Regions from separate parts of the Mus musculus genome. Here regions 1, 2 and 4 are each linked to region 3. The links are chromatin contacts, called in public Hi-C, HiChIP or PLAC-seq and promoter capture Hi-C maps. All regions are on one chromosome and are shown on one strand. The core of a region is the stretch at or near the end of the contact, and the rest is flanking DNA. Distances in the headings are between cores, read along the strand shown.

The links. Promoter capture Hi-C pulls out the DNA fragments that hold promoters and counts their contacts. Hi-C and Micro-C count contacts between places; a contact is called where the count stands out from the background. HiChIP or PLAC-seq counts read pairs in DNA pulled down with a chosen protein or histone mark.
Region 1: a contact with region 3 is called in a promoter capture Hi-C map of embryonic stem cells. The contact joins the promoter of Acan here to the promoter of Ntrk3 in region 3. A contact is called at or near these places in 2 of 39 promoter capture datasets (both in embryonic stem cells), 3 of 484 Hi-C or Micro-C datasets (all in embryonic stem cells) and 1 of 115 datasets of contacts at active chromatin or transcription factors (embryonic stem cells).
Region 2: a contact with region 3 is called in a Hi-C map of the N1E-115 cell line, with 5 times the contacts expected there. The contact joins the enhancer-like site here to the promoter of Ntrk3 in region 3. A contact is called at or near these places in 3 of 39 promoter capture datasets (cranial neural crest, hippocampal neurons and stem cell-derived epiblast-like cells), 1 of 484 Hi-C or Micro-C datasets (the N1E-115 cell line), 4 of 115 datasets of contacts at active chromatin or transcription factors (embryonic forebrain, embryonic hindbrain, forebrain and 1 more) and 2 of 9 other capture datasets (adipose tissue and embryonic stem cells).
Region 4: an H3K4me3 HiChIP or PLAC-seq map of embryonic forebrain shows a contact between it and region 3, with 5 times the contacts expected there. The contact joins the enhancer-like site here to the promoter of Ntrk3 in region 3. A contact is called at or near these places in 1 of 39 promoter capture datasets (embryonic stem cells), 4 of 484 Hi-C or Micro-C datasets (cerebellum, cortical neurons and nephron progenitors), 5 of 115 datasets of contacts at active chromatin or transcription factors (embryonic forebrain, embryonic hindbrain, embryonic midbrain and 2 more) and 2 of 9 other capture datasets (embryonic stem cells and pancreatic islet).

The regions. Positions count from the first base shown.
Region 1 is chr7:79,051,356-79,056,903 of GRCm38.p6, reverse strand. Acan (aggrecan) reads right to left here and starts at 3,678. Exons shown (of 18, transcript NM_001361500.1): 1 at 3,296-3,678. Gm26633 (predicted gene, 26633) reads left to right here and starts at 3,581. Exons shown (of 3, transcript NR_132432.1): 1 at 3,581-3,673.
Region 2 is chr7:78,119,931-78,125,535 of GRCm38.p6, reverse strand. No RefSeq gene overlaps it. Among named protein-coding and RNA genes, the nearest start is that of Gm39038, 450 kb to the left of the region's middle. Within about 2 kb of position 4,240, at least 6 of the 459 cell types and tissues checked have an H3K27ac peak or open chromatin away from gene starts, as enhancers often do. A contact at or near this core is called in the N1E-115 cell line, where this site is marked.
Region 3 is chr7:78,574,393-78,580,268 of GRCm38.p6, reverse strand. Ntrk3 (neurotrophic tyrosine kinase, receptor, type 3) reads left to right here and starts at 2,431. Exons shown (of 17, transcript NM_008746.5): 1 at 2,431-2,733. The coding sequence starts at 2,486.
Region 4 is chr7:78,187,604-78,193,211 of GRCm38.p6, reverse strand. It overlaps Ntrk3 (neurotrophic tyrosine kinase, receptor, type 3), which reads left to right. Exons shown (of 17, transcript NM_008746.5): 17 at 468-1,098. The coding sequence ends at 653. Among named protein-coding and RNA genes, the nearest start is that of Gm39038, 380 kb to the left of the region's middle. Within about 2 kb of position 1,746, at least 51 of the 459 cell types and tissues checked have an H3K27ac peak or open chromatin away from gene starts, as enhancers often do. A contact at or near this core is called in cortical neurons, embryonic forebrain and forebrain, where this site is marked.

The DNA.
Region 1 (5,548 bases), core at 2,429-4,928, 480 kb before region 3:
ACACACACACACACACACACACACACACACACACACACACACACACACACACTCACACACACAGCTGCATACAAGGAGGCTCTGAGTTTTTCAAAGTAAACTCAACCATTTCCGTTCTTGCCCTGGATTCAACTTTTTGAAAAAAGAAACCGTTTTACCAGTTTCCCTACAAATTTCCTCTCTGGTCCGATTCTCTTCTTGCCTGCGCTCTCTCTCCAGCTTGCCCCCACCTTTCTCCAGACCTTTCTAACAGGCAGTTAGTCTCCAGGAAGGAGGGCGTCATCCTTAAAGGAACCTCTACATCAATTGTGCTCTTATATTCCTGGGACACAGGAGTCCAATTCTGTGACTCCCTGACAGCAGGAAAGAAAAATCCCTGTATCTAAGATGGGTGTCTACACTGTACCCCACTTCTCAAGACAGCACGTACCTGTATACAGGGCTGTCTTCCAGCCTTGGGTTCCTTTCTGACACTGAGTCTTCTCTTTATTTGAACTTGTTCTCTTCCTACCCCCCTCCCGCCCCCCAGGTTCTATTTCTACTGCCTCCATTCTGGCCAGGTGTTGGTACAGTTGCAGCAAGGACAATCCAGTGCTTGCCACCTGGAGTCACAAGGTCTTTTATTTCCTTTCTGGTTTTGAGTTATATTTGTAGCCCTTGGCTTTTGACAAAGGCTCTCACAATGTAGCTCATGCTTGCCCTTAACATACTATGTACCCCAGGCTGGCTTTAGATTTCCAAATGATAAGCTTATAGTGTGCCATCACAGTGGGTTGCAACTGATATCTTCCAAGTTTTTATGGACTACAACTTGCAATTATAAATGCAAATATAAAATGTATGTCTATTTGCATATATAGTTATGACTATACATACCCCCATAGAGCACTGCAAAATGCATAACAGAAACAAAAGTTTCCAAAAATAATACTTGTCCTTACTACATGGGAGGCTCTATAATGTTATCTACTATTTCATTAAAGCCTCCGCTGTCACGGCATTAGGTTGGATAAATCTTAGAGTCAGCCACGGACTCACAATGGCACTCCAAGCCAAAGTCTGTGGGCTTCCCTAGGTTCAGCCAAGGCGCCCCTGATGCCCAACCAGCAGGGCCTGGGAAGGATCCAGTTCTAAAAGGTATCATTAAAAAAATCCACACCAAGACTCTGAGACACACAGTCTCTAAGAATGGTCAAAACTGGCACTACCAAGAATTTATAATTTGCAACCCAGTAAAGGAGAAGAACTAAGTAAAGTCTGTAAAGGGTTTGAAAAGGCACCCACAGCGTGTCCCTTAATCTTTGAAGAAACCTTCCCCTGCAGGTCCCCCTTATCCTTTTTAGAGACATGAAGCTGAGCCCCAAGGCGGCTCAGGACCTCAGCAACTCATGTAGCATTCAGTGGCTGGGTTCCGACACTAACCTGCCTCCTCACCATCTCAGGAGGTGAGTTACTTCTTGGGGCCCCTTTTGCTGTTTGGGAGGGACATGAGTCCCCTTTACATGCTAGGGTGGAGTAATGCTGGGACGCAAGGGGGGCATTCAGGGTACCCCGAGTGTCCAGGGGTAATGAGAGCTTTCAAACATAAGACAGGAGTCCCATTGTGAACATGAGTACGTATGCTCTTCATGGAAAAATGTGGGAAAAGTCCAATTACTTTATACTAAAATGAAGAATAGAAAACATTCCCCAAGTACTTGTGGGGTGGTGGGTGAGTACTGGCCCTTTGCTGGGGTCTTCTCAGCAATTTACTGGGTGGCTGTTGAGGCACCACGGAGCCCAGAGTCTGGCCTCCTCTGAGTAGTACTCTGGAGAAAGCACACAACGAATGAACAAACCAGTCTTGGCTCTAGAAACACCTCATAGTTATATTTAAATTCAACAGGACTTCAGGAATTCCAGCATTTCTAAGACAGATTTTTCCTCCTCTTTGATAATTCCCTCATCTAAGATGTTTTAAATGGGGCAGGAGGGGTTGCTTATTCTGTAATGTTTTCTTTAGGTGAGTAGAATCTCCTTAGGCTTGGTGACTGAGAGCGCCCCCCACCCCCAACTAGCCTTGCCAGGACAAATAGGCAACTAGACGACTCCTTGTCATGGTAACCAGAGGCAAGGAAGAGAGAGGATTAAGGCGGTGACTTCTCTTCCCTTAAATCGGCAGAGGAGCTGACTTCAGCCTCAAAAATCTAGACCCTAATTCTGACTCTGTCCCTAAATCAATGACCTGTAAAAAGTCATTGCATTGTTGTAGATTCCCTTCCCTAGGGGAGATGCCATAGGTGCTTTTCAGGGTCTAGACACCAGCCCACTGCAACACCCAGAGGCAGAAGCACCAAGGCAAGCTACCTCACAGAAGATCTTCCCGTTGCCTCCCACTGACACTCCCCACCCCACAGAACTGGAATTAACATGCCCACCAAACCTCTGGGACCTGAGATGCTCTATAGTGAGACTAGTGAATGCCCGCTCCAGAGCCTAGCTCCGGATTGCGGGCAGCAGCAAGTCCGAATAATTTGGGCGGGATTCTTCTTCCTGAAGCAGACAGCCCTCCACACCCACAGCTTACTGACACGCTGTCACCCTCCCACCCAGCCCTGGTATTGGAAGGGTTGCAGAAAAGCGCAGAAATGGAAAAACTTCGGGACCGTCCTGCATCCCCATGTCTTCTTTCCACCTCGACAAACGCCCGATCTCCCCTGGGAGCAGTAGCCCTGTCCCAGACTCAGCTGATATCTTTCCTCCTCTTTCCTACCGCTTTGAGTATCCTGAGATCCCTGCCATAAACCCAATGGGACCCACGAGTTTTCTCATCCTTTCTCAGGTATCTGCCGCCTATCTGATCAGCTGTTCATGTAACTTTGTTGATTCTCTGGTCAATTGGCCTTCCCAAGAGAAGATGAAAGCCTTATGGGGCACCCAGAGGACAGGGGGGGGGGGCGCGTTGGGGGGGGGAGTGGGATTTGAACCCACATTTCCTTGGCTTTAAAACTGCTACTCGCTCTACACTTCAGTTTAGCGCCCCCATACCTTAAACTTGAAAAATCTCTGGTCTTTCTTAATTCTGTGTACTCAGAGCTGGAGCCCCTCCACGTGTTCCCATTCACTTTGAGTCCGGGCAGCAGTTGAGTTTGCTCAACTTCCGTGTGCATGCAGCGGAGGTCGTGAGAGTCTCAACACACATACCCAATGTGGGCACCAAGGCACGCCACCCCCAGCACCTAGGCGCCTGTCCTCAGCAGCATTCCCAGATGCCCTGGGACAGAGCTCCCCTGGAGAGAAGGAGCCTTTTCTTTACCTTGAAGAGTTGGACTCGCTCCTCCAAGAACTTCAGTCCTTTATCCCTGCGAAGCAGCTAGGGATTCCTGGGGGCTGCCAGCCCCGGGTCTTGCTGCGCTGCAGCAGGGATGCTCTGCGCGGGGGGGGGGGGGCCCTGCGAACCCCTTCTCCCGCCGGCGTCTTCTCCGCAAGTCCCCTCGGGCGGTGGCCGCAGTGGTGGCTGGCTGACTAGGTTTCGGAGCAGGGTCGATGAAGGGAAGGGACACAGAAAGGTGCCCGAACTCCCTCGGCACCTGCGTCAGATGCTAGCCGGCGAGGATGCGGAGAGAGAGTGAGGGACCTTGAGCCGTTCCGCACGCGTCCTCAGCTCTGTGAGCCCCTCTGGCACCGCGGGGAGGTAGGTGGGCGGGAATGGTGCGCGGTGACACATACATAGGGGCGGGCGGGGGAGGGGAGGGCACACACGAGGGGTGGGGGCGAGCGCACAGGGAAACCCCACCCCCGGGGCCAATCTGCGGGGGGAGGGGAAGGCAGAAACGTCCGGAGCGCGCAGGACCCGGGCTGGGGACCGCGCTCAGCTGGGGAAGGCTCCGGGCGCGCAGGGCACGAGAGGAGCGCGGACCCCGCAGCTCCTGGGGCCGCGGAGGAAAGCTGTGCGGGCAGCACTGGAGGGCCCGCGTCTGCATTGCGGTCGGCAGCTCCGCAGTCCAGGCGGCCCCGGAGGGCTGCGCCCGCAGAGTGCCGAAGGCACCCGGCTCCTGCTGTCAGGGTAGCAGTCCGGTGCTGGGGTTGGGGTCGGGGTGTTTCCCTGGTATCGGGATGCGATTTGCAGCTGATACCCAGAAAGATGCCATCGCACAGGACGACCCCCTACTCTGGGAATGCGATTTGAAAGAATCTTCATAGAACACTGTTGGAAAGTTTTGGGGGTGGGGTACCCCGAGACGCAAGGGCGGAGAGAGGAGATGAGGCAGCTACAGAGGCACAAGGCACAAGGCTGAGGGCGCGGGGAGGGGTGTCTTCAAAACGCAACATAGACCAAGGACATCTCAAGCAGGAATTCGCTACGGCCTGGCCTCTACAACACTCTTTAATAAATTTGTTTCCCGGAAAAAGAAAAATCTAAGAGTCTTTGGATCCCTTCTATAAGCTAGTTGCAGCATACAGTGATTTTAATTTCTCTAACGAGTCCAATAAGTTAAATATTACAACACTACCTCTCACCTCCCAACAATGCTCACATATACCATGGGGCTCAGAAAGTGGTGGAGTTGTCCAGCAAGTTGGGGCTAACTTCAAGTCAAGGTCACCCCTCACAGGAGCAGCTAGCTGGGCAAGCTGCAGTGTGTTTGGGGGCTGGGGATTCAGACCGCTGCTGGCCTTGAGAGGAAGCGGGTGTTCTTCTCATTAAAGCACAGTGGCCTCAGGCAGTGCAGTGGAAATCTCCCGAATCTCTCACTGGGCAAGAAGTGGGTTCTTTGCAGACTACAGAGAGAACCGACCAAGTTTTTTCTTGATGAGAGGTCAGAAGTGATGTGCCTCAGTTTCCCCAGGTTGACTATGCTGGAATTGTGTGCATACCTCACTGGCTAGTGGTCTTTGGGACTGGCCCTGGCCCAGAGCATTCTTTGACTGTTTCTTTCTTGTACAGGGGGTGAAGCCCAGGGTGGGCTGTGGCTCAGGTGTTCTGTTGGGTGGCCTGCCTTCTTTCCCACCTGTATATTGGCTGCTCTGGGTCACAGTCAGCACATTTCAATGGTAGTCAGCGCTGCTCAGAGGCTAGTGTGTTTGCTTTTTAGAAGAATAGAGTGGAATCTTATGAGTTATTTTCTAGAAACATCAATCTCTTTGTTAAAAAATTAAACTAAAAAACATTTTCTTAGGAAACACTAGTCTCTTAAAGTCTAAAGCATTTCTCAAGTCACGCTCTGGGTGACCACGGACTGTCCTTGTCTGCAAAGTGGCATCATATTTGACGTATATCCCGGAGGGCCTTGGATTGATGAAGAGCAATTCAAGTCAAAGACAAATATTCAATAGGTAATTCATCTTTGTAAATAAGGAAACAGATGGTTACTGATCATCGAGTAGTTTTAACGAACAGACAGCAGCCATTTTGTATATGCCTGATGCCTCGTGACCCCACGGACCCCCAGGTACCCACTAAAACATTGAGATTCTAAGTCACCCAGGCAGTGAAGGGCTGTAGGGACAGATGGATATGACACCACACTGCCTTCTGGAGGATGCACACAGCCCAGGCTAATGTCCA
Region 2 (5,605 bases), core at 2,991-5,490, 460 kb after region 3:
GCAAAATCTTGCTGGCATATGCAATAGTGTCAGCATTTGGAGGCTGATTATGGGATGGATTTCCGGGTGTGGCAGTCTCTAGATGGTCTATCCTTTCGTCTCAGTTTCAAACTTTGAAGGAGTCACATTTACTTCTTAAGCATCACAAGCATTGACCATGTGAAGCTTCACAAGTTACCCATTTCTTTCAGTATTAGTTCCCTGAGAACTTGGTCAAATGCACGGCCCTCTTCCTGAATATTTGTACTTCATCTTATGATATTAGTATAACCTTGAATCTAGGGGAATGGAAGTTGCTGTGTAGAGAATCCTCTGAGGCTTGGGGGTGACAGGCACTAGCATCACTTACTAACTCTTTAACCCAACATGCCAAAAAGTAAAGCTTTCATGGAGGTTGTAGCTAAGAGCTCAGGAAATCTTGAGTCTTAAGGTTTCATGGATAAAGGTCAAAAGATCAAAAAACAACTAAAGGAAAGGCGGTGGGAGACCAAAAGAAGCCTAGATCTGCTTACTCAGAAAACAGCCTGAAATAGAATGACTTAATTCCAAGTCAAGTATTCATCAATTCAGTTATTGATTGACCGAGGGAGTACAGCAGCAAGTCAGCAGTACTTGAGTCCTGACCCATACCAGATAGAAGAGTTTTACTCTTTACCGAAGGTCTATATCATGCCCAAGCTGAGAAAGGTGAGTATGGACAGCTGCCCCATGCAACCCTTCCAGCCATGGCTGTAAGGCTGTTCTCTTTTCATCTTTCGTCTTCTTTCTCTGTTTTACTTTTCAGTTCATTGAAAGGGATGGTCCATGATTTTTTGTTAAACTTATCACATTGTTTACAGTGATTGGCTGTCTCAGTATCCTCTTATGCTTGCTTTTTTGGCACATCAGGGAGAATGAGGCTTAGAAATGTTACCAAGCTAGGCATGGTGGTGCCTACCTCTAATCCCAGCACTCAGGAAGCTATGGTAAAGGGATTGTGAGCTCAGAGCCAGTCTGGCTTAGACCATGTGTCATTCTTTTGTGTGTGTGTGTGTGTGTGTGTGTGTGTGTGTTGTTCAAAATGGGCATTCAGGGAAATCTCCACATGCTAGAAAGAAGAGGATCTGGAGTTTGACTAGTAAGTTAACAAGAACTAAAGTGGAGGAACTTGGTGACAGAGATAGGGTAAAGTGGCAAGTGAAATAAAGCTCTTGCCTCCATATGGCTCAGTCTGACTGGCGTCACTTTCAATAAGACACACTTTAACAAGTGGAAGTGTGCCTGTGACTAGTGAAGACACCTGTATTTCTTGAAGGAGAGTCAAGTCTCAAGTTGACTCTTGGTGTTTGGTGACTAATTGTCCCCACTTTAGAAGAACAAAAAGCTTTCCTAATGTTGAGACTTCAGCGGCAAAAACCAGGAGAGGGAAGACAAGGCGATCCTCTGACTCATGGGTTTTGTATCCTTTGCAGAATTGAAGGGTTCAGAGAAGAACCAGCGAGTGACAGTGGCCTGACACCTGGTTATCTGTGGTACTAGAGATGCAATGGGTTTCTATTATGCTTGTCAAGACTCCATGATAGAGCTAGAACTTTGAAGGCTACAGAGAGCTGGGAAGAACACAGTCGAAACAGTAGTTCCTTGTATCCTGTTTATGTTGGATAAGTATGTTGCTAATGGCATTGTATAGCAACAAAACAAGCAAATGGCAGTGAAAGTTCTAAAGTGGGCACTCAGTGGCATTCTCATACCCGAGATATCCAAGTCCAAGAATTCTTTGTGGAAGAGGAAAATGATGGAATAATTCAATAGGCAGCTAGCCAGCTGGTCTCCCCAATTCTGTCAAATGTAAGTCTGGGGTTGGCTTTATCAGTTTGATCAGTACAACATTACTTAATAAGTAGGGTTGATTTCAGCTCTGCCATTTCACAAAGCATATAACCATGAATAAGTTATTTAATCTCTCTGATCCTTTGTATCCTCGTTAAATGGGATTACCTCATAGGGCTGTGATGTGGGGAAAATATGTTAACATTTGAAACCACTTGGGATTATTTCCTGATACATTGTAAGCCTCATAGATTTTTTTTTATGATTTCTAAATCTGAATTGACTTAGAAGAGGAAAGTACCATTCTTTGCAAGGTTAGAGAACACAGTTATGTTGAGAAAGTCATAGTCAAGCCATTGGATTTGTACTTAGTAGGCTGTTGGTGACCTTAATAAATGAAAAAAACAAACTGCAATAAATTAAGGACAGGGCCATAAGTGATTAGAAGCTCCTATCACACATTATACACAGAAGGTAGATGGGGAGAAGTGTCACTGGGCAGGTGGGAGATGTTAAGTTTCCAAGAGGACTCAGAGTCTCCTGCTGAGATCAAAGATTGATCTTCATTTCTAGTTTCCTTTTCTATTTTCCCAGCCTGACAAATAAACAAAATCCCAGCTGAGCTACCCCTGCTCCAAGGCCAGGCCACAGCAGAATTCAGCCATGATGTCTAAGATCCTGGTTGTTTACAATAGCTTAAATGCTTACAGAACAAGTACAGGAAATTACAGGTACCTTTCAGATGATTCTGCTTTTGAGGTCAGATCCATGAATGTCCTATTGGTTTATGATTCCACTAACAGCAGGCTCAGAGAGATGAGAGCTCTTACAGTTCAGTGTCCACACAAAGGTGACCAAAGGGTGTGGGCGGTTAGTATAAAAGAGGAAGCCAGGGAACAGCTGTGTGGTGTGAGCTTAAGATCTATGGCATTCTGCATGCATACTGTTGCCAGATGTTGAGCATACATTGCATGTGGGCTTTGCACAGATATGAAGCATAAATGCATTATGTAATAATTGCAAGTACATAAAAAAGACCAGTTTTAATAGACAGTAACCAAGTCTAAGAGAGGCTAAATAACTTTCCAGAACACAATGAGGTGCTTGAGCTAGAGTTGGGCATGTTTTAAGGATGCATATGCATATATATGAGAACATGTGTATGTATATGAGCACATATATGTATATGAGCACATGTATATGTACATTTACACCCACCGAGGTCCTTGTATATGGGACAGGGAGTATGTGAATTCATATGTACATATGTGTGGAGGCTCAGAGGACAACTTCAAGTGTGGTTGCTCAAACACTATCCACCTTGTTTCTCGAGGTTGTGTCTCTCAGTGGTTTGGACATCCCCAGCTACTCTGGCTATCCAGTGAGCTCCAGGGAATTACGTGTTACTTCCTATTCACAGCAGTGATTGCCAGCACATGCCAGTGTGCCTGGGTTTTATGTGTGTATCCTTGGGATCAAACCCAGGCTCTCATGCAAGTGAAGCAAATACGTTACCAACTGAATTATCTTCCCAGTCTTGGGATTTTGTTTTCCTTCCATTTATTTCCTGTGGAAAACTTCTGCCTTCTTTATCTTAAACTTCAGTTTCCAAGATGTGTCTGTTACTCAATGCTAAGTTAGCCAGTAAGAGTTCTATTAGAATCAAGTTTAATACTAATTCTAGTGCTATGGATTCTGATGATTAGGCCAAGCAGGAGACCAAGAACCTCTGTTTTAAGAAAATTCTAGAGATACAATTGAGTTATCTTTAATAATAATAATAATAATAATAATAATAATAATAATAATAATATAAGGAAAAATAACTCTTTTGGTAATTCAGTTGTATAGAGAGGTTGAGAGCCCTACAGAGAGCCACATGGAAAGTCCCCAAACTGATTTTGCTCTTTCCAGCTTTATAAAGGAGGGCGAAAGCATCAATTGTAGCCCTCATATGTTATCTTCCCTTCTTCATTTCAAGAAAGTAAAAGGGGAAAAAGGAAACACAGAAATCTGCCCTGAAATGGGTAAGAGTATAGGAGAAGGAAGTTAAAAAAAATCCCATGTATTTTACATACCTATTCTTTAAAAACAGATGCATGTGCACTCAGCAAAGGGAGACACGGGTTTAGTATGAGGTGGAAGTGGGTTTATATTCTCTCAGGGGGTTGGAATACTTGGCTCTGCTTTATGTCCTAGTGGTAAACCCTTGGACAGTCGATCATTCAGCCCAGTTGCCACCATTGTAGAGAGAAAGAGCCAGATTAGATGACTTTAAATGACCCCTTTACTACTGACATTCTGTGACTGTGTTCCTTGTAGATCCCACACTGCTCAGCAAGCAAAGAGGTCTGTGTCTCTCAGACTCTGGGGAGATTAAAAAAAAAGGGAGTGGGTAGAGGAGGAAAGAAAACAGACAGCTTCTATGCTGGACAGTGCGACCCGCCTGGTGTCGACAGATCAATGTCTGCAGGGTGGGAGGTGAGCAGGGCTGCAAAGATGAGGGACCAGCTACGTGATATTTCTCTGGCGACAGAACTCTTCAGTGCTGAAGTAAAGTAATTGAACTTAATGTCCAAACACAAATCCAGTCCATAAATCCAGGTGCTGTCTATTGGAAATTTCAGAAAGGCTCTGCCTTCTTTAATCTTATCTCTGCCAGACAGTTACTGTGTTCTTGATGTAATTAGAGTGATAAAACCGTGTGGTACAACTGCTGGTTTCTATCATGGCATCGCTGCTGTTGACTTAAATGACAAGGTAATAATTTTATAAGAGGCCCTTTATTTTTATTTCTCCCTCCATTGCGGATGGGTGTTTTCCAAATGGAGGATCATATCTTTCTAGATAAGCTCACCAGACACCAGACACCAGACACACAAGGGCTGCTTCATTCATTGCCATTTAGTCAAGTATCCACATCTCTCAAGGGGTGGTTGAGGTTGTTTTTAGTAGTTAAAATGATAGGGCTAGCTAGGGAGTTTTAGAACGTTAGCACATTTCTTGCAGAGCTGAGTGATTTATGCATCCTCCCAAATTAACCCTGGAGGGAGCAAAGCTGCCCTTTTCACCCATGTATTCTATGAGAAAGACTAAGTTTGTGTATAGTCTGTGCCCATGAGGGCACTATTCAAATGGATAGGTCCAAAGATAGACATTCTTGACCTTTGGTGGGGGCGGGTCAGACCAAAATAATCTAGAAAATAGTGTTAGACAGGAGGAATGGACATTGAAGACCTAAAATAAGTTTAGTTTGAAACCAAAAAGCCATTTGGAGTCCAAGGACAAACTCAAACCATCTTTGGAAATACAAAGAGCCCAAAGGCTCATGTCTGGCTCTAATTTGCACTTCTCTGGGAAGGCACTTTGGTGGGATCCCACATTCCAGCCAGACAGTCACAGGCTCACAAGTGACAAAGCCCCAGAGCTGACACTTCAGCACTGGAGATTCCAACACTTTCTTGTCAAAAATAAAATTCAGCACAAAAATTCAATGTTTAATGATTTGCAGATATGGCTAAGCAAGGTTCTTTAGAAACTGGGTGGCTGTTGTGTGCTCCCATGAAGAACTTCTCCCAGCATCTTCTAACTGTAGTGACTAGAGTGACAGGATAGAGTTATGTGGCTTAGAGACAAGAGAAGAAACAGTCTTCCTTTATTTCAACCCGAATAATTTTTTAGTTTCCTTCCATATGGCTGGCTTGCTGCTCTTCCATGAGAGAGCTGGCAAGAAGGAATCCTTAATGTGCCAGACATGTATAAAAATGTACAAAATGTATAGAGGGCCAGAGACAAC
Region 3 (5,876 bases), core at 1,182-3,681:
CTGTCTCCCTGGGGTAGTCTGGGAAATGCTTCCTATTTCTCCTCTGCTATCTCTCAAGAGAGGCCAAGTTCCAGTGTCCTGGCTACACCTTACTCTCCCTGCCTCTCAGAGAACCCTAAAGTCACTCAGGATGGCACTTGAAGTGTCAGGGAGATTCCCAATGGACAAGGACATCAGGGACTGGCCTGAAGCCAGTAGGTTCTGGTTTGAGAGTCTAAGGCTGTCTCCACTCTGTCCCCTCCTGCTGGCGGGAGGGCAAAATGCCATTCTGGGGACAAGGCCATCATGGCGACAGGGTGTAAAAGTCTCACTGGGGCAAAAGGAAGGCAGAGTGTAATGAGAAGTCGGGGAAAATGCCTTTTATAGGCATGCTCTTTTCTTTTCCTCCTTTCACCCAAGTTTACTCCCAGCAAAAAGTGTTACTGCAAGCCATCGGGTCTGTCTGTCGGTGGCACTAGGGGCAGGCTGGTGGCACCGCAATACCCCTTCCCCCCATCTTGCCTGCAAGTTGCATGACCTGCATTGGAATCCACAGGGGGGCGGGGGAGAATCCTTTCAGATCCTGGATGCTGTTGAATTCAATGTATTTTGCTTCCTTGCCTGCCCTCACCCAAGCTCGGGGAGGAGAGCGCTGCTTTCTTCTGCGTGTGAATGCTGTAGTGTGTCTGCCTGCTCGGATTCCCCTAACCCTTTCTTCTCCTTTCCCACAGCAAAATCTCAGGCTTTCTCAGGAAATAGCTCGCATTTGGCATATTTACATTTGCATTTTATTTTTAAAACAATCCTATCAAGGCAAAAAGCGGGGGCTATACTTCTCTCCCCATCAGGTCTAAACTTGCCTCGAAGGCTGCACCTGTTTTGAGCCCCTACCAGGAAGGGGTGTTTGTGGGGGAGGGAAAGAGGAGGTTCTGTGCCCCCCAAATCATCCGGAGAGAGCAGTCCGCCCACCCCCTCACCAGGCTGCCAGCTCGGCGCACCCGAGGGCTGAGCCCAAGAAGCTGGCCTCCGACGGTGCTGGCGTGGTGCTTGCCAAAAAATGCCCTTCGCATCTCAATTTCCTGGCCGCTTCTTTCGCATGAATCGCTCGCCCTGGGCCACCTCGGTTCTCCAGCGCAGTCCTGCAGGCGCTCCTTCCCTCTTTCTCTCCTTCTCTGGTCCCTGTTTGTCCAAGGCGGAACCCATAACGCACCGCCAAGAAGGAGCAATAGGCTCAGGGGCACTCAGTGTGCCATGCCACGCAGTCCCCTCCCAAGCTGAGCCCAGCTCCCGGGACTCTTGATTACCCAAATGAGTGTCATTCAGATCTAGGTCTGCACGTCTGCGGCCGGCGTCCCTGGCTGCCTCGCTCGGGTTCCTGTGCGCTCCTGATTCCCGTCACTGTCCGTGAGCCCGAGACCCTCACTCAGGCTGGGGAGCATCCCGGGTCACCTGGGCCACGCTCATTTCGCTTCCTCCTGCGGAGGAGATTGCAGCAAAACCGGGCAGCACGAGGGCCAAAAAGTGGAAGGGAGAACGCCTTTCGTGTTGCTCAGTCAGCTTGCCAACTCTCCCTCCCCAACGCCGACCCTCGGAATCCCAACTGCAACTTTTCCTTTCCGTCTCGTTTTCCCCTCGGCTGCAGCGAGCGGGCGCGGGCGTGGAGCGGGCGGGCAGCGGCGCGGCTGCGGGTGGCGGTACCGGCGAGAGCCGAGAGCCGGCGAGTGGGTGGGTGGGTGGGGAAGCAGGAGGGAGAGGACGGGCGGGGAGAGAGAGGGGTGTGGGGAGGGGAGGGAGGGGGAGATTCCGCTCTCCTGCCTCTCCCAGCCCGGGCGGGGGGCGGGGGGGGGGGAGGAGGCCGCGAGGAGGGAGGGGAGGAGGGAGGGAGGGAACCGAGGAAGACGCTCCGATAACCCGTGCGTTTCGTAAGGCTCGGAGCACTTGTACATTTCTGCAGGCGCGTAGCGAGCCATTCGCCGCGACTGCTGCAGCTCTGACTGCATCTTCCTTCTCCTCCTTCCTCCAGCTCCGCGCGTGTGTATGTGAGTGTGTGCGAGTGTGTTTTGCAGGTGTGTCCGTTTTAATTCTGCCTAGGAGGTGGGACTTGGTGACTTTAGCACCATCTTTTTTTCTTTTTTTATTATTATTTTTGCCTTCCCACCGTCTGTTGTTACAACCCTGCAAAGTCTCGGAGTCGGAGAGCGCGCCTCGTTTCCAGAGCTTCTGGACCCCGCAAGCCGGCGAGCGCCGAGCCGGCCACCATGCCCGGCAGACCGCGCCACTAGGCGCTCCCCGCGGCTCCCACCCGGTGGCGGCGGCGGCCGCGATGGTTTCCGACGCTGAAGGATTTTGCATCTGATCGTTCGGCGTTTCAAAGGCAGAGGCCCCCCTCCCCCTTCCCCCCTCCCTCGCTGTCTTTGTTTCCTTCCCCCCCTGCTCTCCCCACTCCCCCCACCCCACCCCCCTCTCCTCTCCTCCTCCTCCTCTTTTTTAGAAGCAGCGATCGGAGATGGATGTCTCTCTTTGCCCAGCCAAGTGTAGTTTCTGGCGGATTTTCTTGCTGGGAAGCGTCTGGCTGGACTATGTGGGCTCCGTGCTGGCTTGCCCTGCAAATTGTGTCTGCAGCAAGACTGAGATCAATTGCCGGCGGCCGGACGATGGGAACCTCTTCCCTCTCCTGGAAGGGCAGGATTCAGGGAACAGCAATGGGAACGCCAGCATCAACATTACGGACATCTCAAGGAATATCACTTCCATGTAAGTCAGGCGGCCGCTACCCAGCCCGCCCCCCACCCCCGCCCCAGCTTCGCGTCTCCGTCTTGCCCGCCCGCGGCCCGGGAACTGGCCCTGCGCTCCCCAGCTCGCCTCTGTTCGCAGCCCGCCGGGTGCGCATCAGGCTCGCCCTGGCTCGGGAGATGCTGTAGGGCTGCGTGTTTCAGGTGACTCCAGCCCTAGCCAGGCGTGATTTGATGATGCTGGTGGGTACCTCTCCCTGGAGAGGACCCTTCCGGGCGGAGTGCACCCGGGCCCAGCTCCTGTCCCCGCCCCCACCCTCTGCCTGCTCGTTTCGAGGGTGCGAATTGGGTTCTATGCCCCCCACTAAATAGCAACAGTTTGGCCACGCTCAAGTGGAATAAAGTAGAGGCGTCTCGTTTCCCTGACAGGCGGTGGCAGATAGCGGCGGCAGAGGCAAAGCTTAGCCTAGCCTTGGAGGGAAGGTGACAGATAGGGACTGCTTGAGAACCAATCGGGATTTTTTAAAAAAAAAACTGTTTCCCTTTGGAGAGAGCAAAACATGCCAATAAGTAAACAAGTTGGAAGCTGGCTTCTCCCGAGGAGACTTCGGACGTGTTCTGGCCGTCATGGACGCCTACCTCTTTGCTTTTCCTCCCCCCCACCTCCCGCCGCCTTCTCCAACCCCATTTTGGGCATTTCCGAGACATCCCCCCCTTTCCCACCCTCATCTGCATCTGGGCGCCTACAGACCCTTTCCTGGCTTGGGCTTCCATAACTGCCCAGGGTAATTCTGAGTCAGGTTGCTGGAGGCAGGAGAGAGAGGACGACCTGGGTTTTGGGAAGGAAATTTCTTTCACAATTCTGCGGTTCCTTCCCCCCACCCCCTTTCTCTCAAAAATTGAACTCTGCGTGGCGTTTGGCTGGTTTGCCCCGGCTGAGTGGGACCCTGTGTAGTGGCCTGCTCTTTTCTTGTTGTGTTTCTTTGGTAGGGATGGGGCCAGAGGCCTGTGAAGGAGTGAAAGGAAGAGTCAGGGCCAGGAGCCTGCATAGCCTTTCTTTCATTCTTCATTCTTCAGCCAGGTGACCACCACCCCTCTGACCTCTCTGCCCCAGGAAGGAGAAGGGTGTGGATAGCTCTTGGATGCTCGGAGGGCAGCTCATTGGTTTTTGCCCCGTGCTCTCATCCCTTGGGAGCCCCAGGACTGACTAGGACGGTGGCCAGGCTCTGAGGGAGACGTTTAGGGTAGCTCTTTGCCTTGGGGACGGACTAGAGCAAGAAGGGACCCAGTGTGCTGTGGCTACTGCCCTCTCAGTGTCCACCCCCTCCCCTCTTTGCTCCAACCATTGCCTCAGGACTACAAAGCCTGAAGGAATTGGAGTCAGGCTCTCTCCAAAGCCCACCAGTTCTCTTGGTATAAGAGAGACCAGCTTGTGTTCTTGCAGCTTACACTTTGAGGGAGATGAACAGCCCCAGAAGATGTCCCCGACTCCTGGAGACAATCCTGACCCATATCTTAGCTCTGCCTTTCATTCCTTACTACCTCCAGGATGGTCAAGGATGTCCAGATAGACAGCAAAGGGGTAAGGGGAGGGGAGAAGAGAGCAAAGGAGAAGCCTCTACCCACTTGGAGGCCAGTGTCTGTCCAGGAGCAAGGTCTGGAGGAATATGTTTCAGGGAAGCTTGGCCCCTGGATTGTAGGGATGGCTGCAAAGAGCTTAGTGGCCTGTGCTCTGGAGTTGGGCATGGAGATTTTCAGGTGATTGGATGTGCCAAGGGCTGGAGAGTTTGGGAGCCAGTGAGCTGTGTCTGCCTTGTTCTCTGCTCTAAGGATGTGTATGTCCCTGGGAACCCTCAGGGAGGCAGGATTGGTCACAATCAGATAGGCTCTTTATGGTCACGAAGAGGTGTCACACCTCTCAAAATGAGGTTTGGGGAAGCGGTTCTATGGGGGGGGGGGAGTAGGATTAGTTGTTCCCCGGAGACATTGGTGGGAGGAGGGGACACAGTTGGCCTCTTGCTCCTCTCCTGGCATTAGAGGATCCCAGGAGAGTGCCTGTGGCGATCTGAGCAGGGAGACTGGGAGCCGCTCAGTGGGAACTGGACTCAGCAGCCATCAGGACTCTCTCCTAAACCCATCTGACATCAAAGAGAAAGTGGTAGGGAAGGTCAGAGGTCAGGGGTTAGATGACCCTCCCTCACCCCATCTTCCCCCCAGTGTCCTGTTATGCCTGCGTCTGGTATTGACTAAACTCAAGAAGGGGCTCAGACTCCCACTCCAGAGGCAAGGAGTCCCGAGGAGGGAGAGGATTCATGTTCATCCAGGGAAGAACATGCCCTTGTTGCTCTCTTACTCTTTAAGACATGGAAGATTAAGGGAAAAGGTAGCCTTTCCCAAGCCCGCCTTCCATCGGATCTTAGCACTGAATAATGGGCTATACAACATATATCCCAGGTCCCCAACCCAAGGCCTGCTGGTAGAGGTGGGGCTTAAAGAAAGAGAAGCACAGGGCAGGAGAGGATCCAACCCTAGGGGGGCCTGGGAAAGTGTCCTTCAGACTCGTGTGTCTAGAGATCCAGGGTCAGGAGGGGGCATCGCCTGTCAGCCTGGAGCTCTGGGTGATGGCGTGCGGCTGGACAAATTCTAGGCATGGAGAGACGGCGTCTCCTCAGGTTCTTCTCAAGTATCCATCCTCCGAGAGTGAACTCTTTGTGCTGAGTTTTTAGACAGACAAGGTTTTGTTTCCTTGTGGCCCCAACTCTTGTGGTATCATTCTGAGTGGTGGCTGTGCCCATCCAGAGCTTTGGGTAGAAGAGACCTTGTTAATATAAGGAGGAAATCAGCAGCAAGCATCAGGGCAGAGGGGTAGACCTCGTCTCCATCTCATCATAGTACTCCAAAGAGTCCATAGCTGCGCCAAAGGGTCCTTCCTGCCTTCTGTTTGTTCCCTTTCTGTTCAAAAGGGCAGCCCTTTCTTTTTCTTTTTTCTTTTTTTTTTGCTACTGTAGCTCTTAATACACCATAAACTCTTCCAGAAGGGTCCATAGGCAGCCACACCCAACTAGACTCTGACGTCACAAAGGCAGGAGGGTGGTGGCCAAGATGGTGTGTTGTCTAGGCTGCCTCCTTAGGCCGGGCCTACAGGGTTGTGTTGGCTTGGGATGG
Region 4 (5,608 bases), core at 497-2,996, 390 kb after region 3:
GACAGGTAGGTAGAGAGCAGACAGGCAGAACTCTATAAGGGTTTTTCAAAATCACAGAGGCCATGAGGTAGAGGAATGATAGTCAGGACCCAATTTCTACAACAAGGTGAAAGAGAGATGTAACCCAGGCAGTCCACATGGCAACTAGGATTGCAGAACTTTGAAGCAAATGGGAAGGATGGCTATGTGGATTCAGGGTCCGTGTGCCCTGGCCCAGCAGGTCCAGCACGAAGAGCAGCAGTAAGTAAGATCCACCCTACACTGCTCATCACCTCTGTACCCCCTGCTCAGGTGGAGAAGAAAACCAAGGCTATTCTCTAACCAGACTTCTGCCTGTGTGTGTTCTGCCTGGGCTGAAGCTGTTCTATGAGAAAAGCTCACATCTTGGGCTAGGCAGAAGTCCCAGGACCAAGGATGGGCTTTGAATAAACTTCTGGATATAACGTCTTTCATTCTTGCTCTTTCAGGTCATTGAATGCATCACCCAAGGCCGTGTCTTGGAGAGACCCAGAGTCTGCCCTAAAGAAGTGTATGATGTCATGCTGGGGTGCTGGCAGAGGGAACCACAGCAGCGGCTGAATATTAAGGAGATCTACAAAATCCTCCATGCTTTGGGGAAGGCCACCCCGATCTACCTGGACATTCTTGGCTAGTGGTGACTGGTGGCCAAGCATTTATACTCTGTTGCCTCCTCTCTCCCTGCTTCCTTTCCTCTTTTTCCTCATCTCAACTCCTTTCTTCCATTTTTGACGGAAACGAACATCTTCATATAAACTCAAGTGCCTGCTACACATACAACACTGAATTTAAACAAAACAAAACAAAAGAAAACAAAAAAAACCAAACAAACAAAAAGAAAAAACAAAAGAAAGAAACCCTGTAAGGCAGTTTGACATATATATTTATATATATATATAACTATCTATCTATCTATATCTACAGAGAATTACCTTCTCTAATACACAGAGAAGCTGCTGATACAGAAAACAGTAAGACATTAATAACTGAGAAAAAATTAAGTATTATTATTAACACAAATGAAATTCCCTTGACTTAAGCTGTGGCCCGTGCTTTTTTCAGGTCTGGCTTTTCGGAGATCTTAGTCTTGACCCAGCAGAGAGAGAGGCTGGGAAGAGGCGGGGTGGCGCACGATCTTCAGTGCGCAAGCGTGACCCATTGAAGGTGTCTGGCAATGAAACAATTCTGAAGTCCAAGCCCTTCGGAATCATCTCTGGTTTGCCTTTACCTTTGCCTCTACTCTTCCCCCTTTCCGCCTCTTTGGGACAATTTTCTAATTTGTCCATTCTATAAAGTATATAGTCCTGATGCTTTTTGGAAATCAATGATGACACCTACGGGTAAATACTGAACAAATACCAACACCAGACCACACAAAGCCATCCATGGTCGAGTAACCACCGAACAAGAAAGGGCAGAGGACTCCGGGGAGAGCAAACCCCACCTTTCCAGATGTAAATCTCGCTCACGATCCTTACTAGGTTTGAAGAGTTTCATCCTCTGAACTTGAAGAACTGGACTTGGTGGATTAAAGAACCTAGAAAGTAAGTACAGCCGAAGTCTAATCCTACCAAGGCACTGCCGCTCATCTTCCCATCTCTGGGAGGACTCTTGGCCTGTCCTTTCGTTTTCAGGCCCTTGGGGAGCTTGGAGGTTTAGTATCCACCTTCTCTGCTGCCATCCGCTAATGTGGACACAGCAGGCTTCAGGGCTCTGATAGCAAGAGACTTAGTTCCTCCCAGGTCCTAATTAGGCATCTCCCTTGGGTTGTATTTCTTATCTTGCTTCGCCCCTATACTGAGGTTCTATCAAATCCTGGGTAAACCGCACTGACAGGGAAGAAATCCAGGTGAGAACCCAAGGCACGTGCATTTCAAGGAGCCAGGCACTGGCACTGGCAAAAGCCAGCAGAGAAGAATCTACTTGGCACCTGTGCTGAGCCCTTGCCATTCTCCTCACGTTTTCAGCCCTTGGAAGGATTGATGCATCTGCCTTTGAGCTGTTGTGAAAAGGCAGAGACTGAGAAATCGCTTTGTGGGCTGGGTGTCGGGGGAGGGGCTGCGGCTTCTCTGGAAGATGTCCAACGAGTGGCCTGTGCCGCAGGCTTGGCATCTTAATGAGGACCAAGCTCTGACCCGGAATGAGAGAGAATGAAGCGTCTCGACTGGGACCAGTCCCCTGGGTCCCAGCGCCAGGGGAATCACTGCCTTCCCCACTGTGCACTGGAGGACTGCAAAAGTGAAGCTCTCACACACAACAATGAACCGCTCCAGGGAGCCAAGAGCTTGGCTGCACAGACAGGTCTTGCTGGGGAAAGAGGGTTGTGCTCTCCCTAGGGTACCTGTCTCTCCACCTCATCCCAAGCACAGAGCTACCTAACAGACTGACTGTTTTCTATCAGAAGCTCCCAGGAGCTGCTGACTAACCCCTCTCCTTGCCAGCTGCAGGAAGTCTACAGCCTGGACACCCTGACCAGTGAAGGCAGCTGAAGTTTGAGCAACTCTGTGGCCTGTTTAGAACTGGATTATGTGGTTGTGGATTTACTTTATTTTTTTAAAGACCAACACATGTTTTTATTCAATAGAAAAGAGCTGTGCTCCGATTGTAGCCATGGTTGGGATTCAGGGATCAGCAGGCTGCTCAGCTGGACTGGGGAGGGTGCTGGGCTAACTGGGATTTCAGAGTGGAACTTCTTACTGTACTAGATATCTGGCCCCTGAGTAGGGGAAAGCTCTTTGGATTGGTCCCTTCTTCAAAAGCACCCTTTGCTATCCTATGGTAATTACTCCTCTTATTACTTCTTGAATTGGTCCACCACCTGAGGCTTTCAGCCTCTACTAGAGAGGTGTCTGCTGGGTGGAAGTTTCCATTCAGGTTTTAATCTGAAAAGCTGGATAACTAGAGGGGAAGCATTCAGGCAGGGGCCTAGAGGGGCCTGTGGGGAATCTGTTGTCCAGTTAAAAGTGATGTTCCAAGATCTAACCTTTCCCAAAACAGTCTCTTAAGGCTTTCTGGTTTCGAAAGAAGTGGATAACTGAAGGCATTTATAGCCCTAGTGGGACAGTTAGGAGAAAAGACAAGACTGAACTTGCTCAGGTGTCCTTTGTTAGTTCCATGAACATCCGCATTGGCATCAGGGTTACCTTCTCTCTGTGTCCTCCATTATTAGCTGCCTGAGTAATAGAAGGAGAGAGAGGGCAGTGGAGATAGGAGGAGTGCAGAATGGGCCCAACCTTCTTACTCTCCTGGCATCCTCTCTGTGTAGAGTGGACTTTATATGTGAACCTTGGAAGGTGGAGAGAAAGGGTCTGAGGTGCTTTGGAGGGTAAGGAATGGAGAACAGGCTTTGGATAGTGAAGTGTATTCTAGTGCTCAGGGGTGTGCAGGGTGTCTCACTCCTTGCCACTCTCTTCACTGTGTCCTGTTTTCCTTATGTGTCCTCATTCTATTCTAGATCTGAGTTCTCAGCTTCTATCAGCATGGGGTCACCCTATCACTTGTTTTCTGAGGATCACTCTGGAATACCTAGGAAAGCCTCCTTTGGCCTCACGTGGGTTGAAAGCAGTGGTCTGTGAGGACATACTGTACTTAGGGTGGGATTGGTTACAGTGCATTGATCCTCTTCTTCACATTTGTCACAACATGTGAAAGGTCTAAAGTGTCTCAGACTATTTTAGGCCAGGGTGGGGGAGCATTTTGTCTCATTTTCTACCCCAGCTTTCTCCTAGACTGGAAAATTGTTATCAGTAGTTTATTTATGTATTTATTTATTTATTTATTTTTTAAAGAATCTAATATGCTCCGGTGAGTCAAGAATTAACATCCCATCAGCCCATGGAGCCTCTGCCAACTGTTCCATCCTCCTTTCTACATAAACACATCGACACCTTCCAAAAGCATGCTACATTAACTTGGTACTTAGCTTAAAGTCAACCCTATTACGAATGCTCATGAATTTTCCAGACACCCCATGCTTAACTCTGTGCCCTGTTACTGTCACCTGGACCCACCCTGAAGTGACAAAGAGTGACTTGAATGTCCACTATATAACAGGGTGTCATGGACAAGGATCCTCTTAGTTATTTGCTTTGAATGTGAACTTGATGGTCCTTTCTGATACATCTCTGAAGTGTGAGTGGTTGTCTGGGTAACTAAGCCTTCTCTAGTCAACACACAAAGGATTTTGGGCTTCCTCCACTCAGCAGATCATGCACAAGTTATTCTCAGAGAAAACTTTTCCTTGGAGATGAAGATCCTCCATTTTTCTGGGTTTTAACTGAACTGTGCTGTTCATCTCTGGTGACACACTAGTGCAGTACTTCTGGTGCTAAATACTACAGAAGCCAATCCTCACAGAAGAGTTTCAATACAGAAGCGAGAGTGAACCAACTGTACTGGAAGAACACAGCATACATCAGAAAGGCCACTGAGAAACCCTGCCTTAGTGCTTGGATACTCATGGGATTTGGGCTAAATCAGCATCTCTTAGATTATCAGTTTTCCCACACAAGATATATGACATTAGAATAGTTGCATCCTTAGGGTCCATTTCCATTTGAAAGGCTAAATTTGAGTCCCATCTACTTCTTTATTCTAAGCTTGTTTGCTAGAAATGAGAGATGAAGTGAAAAATAGGGAGGGAAAGGAAGAAAGGTTACTGTTGACAAAACCTAAGCATAATTAGTGCCTGGTATGTGTGAGGGACACTAGATCCAAGCACGCAAGTCAAGACATTAACATTTGTATTCTTCAAGAGAAACCATCCTTCTCTTCTAGTCATCTTCCCCACTTCACATGTCCACATTGGCAGAAGCTGGTCTGCCATATGGAGATAGTCCCGCCCACCTCCCATGCAGGGTCAGTAGTAATCTGAACCCTGGGTCAGAAACCAAGAGATTTTGTTGATGTACTTGCTTTTCCTGAGCTCGTTTACATTCAAGAATAGTCTCATGGCATATCTGCTTCCCTTTTCTGAACCAAACAACAACAGTATCATCTCTACACTCACCCGAGACTTTTAATCTTTGCAATACTTTGCTTAGTAGGGAGCATAAAATATTTGTGGATGATCAGTCAATGGACTCACATTTCAACAGTCCTGCTAGTTACCATCAAGCATCTCTGTCGTGTCTAGTGTCTGCATTGGATGGGCAGCAGCTTGCTAAAATATACAAGGTGTTTACCTTAGAGCAAAAAATGTCAGCTTGAGCTCAGATCTTGTGGCATGTAGTCCTTCACTATGATTTTATTTTTTTTTCAAGATTCACCTTACTTTGTACCAAATAAATTGTTTCAACCAATACTTAATAGGGCTGGAAGGGTTAACTTCAAGCTTGGGCATCATTCTTAAAACACCAGTTTGGACTTCAGAACCTATTTTGGGATTGCTTGAACCACAAGGAAAACTTCCCTTTCAGCTCTAGCCATATCATGTACTCTTTCTATCCATTGGATGGTCATAGTTCAAGAGAAGTCCCCCTGGAATCAGCAAATCAGTTTCAGTTTGGGATTCTCTTGGCACCTTATGTTTCTCCTGGATGAGAACTGTAGAGGTGGACTGGCCTCAGAACTATTGAGAAAGATCCCAAAC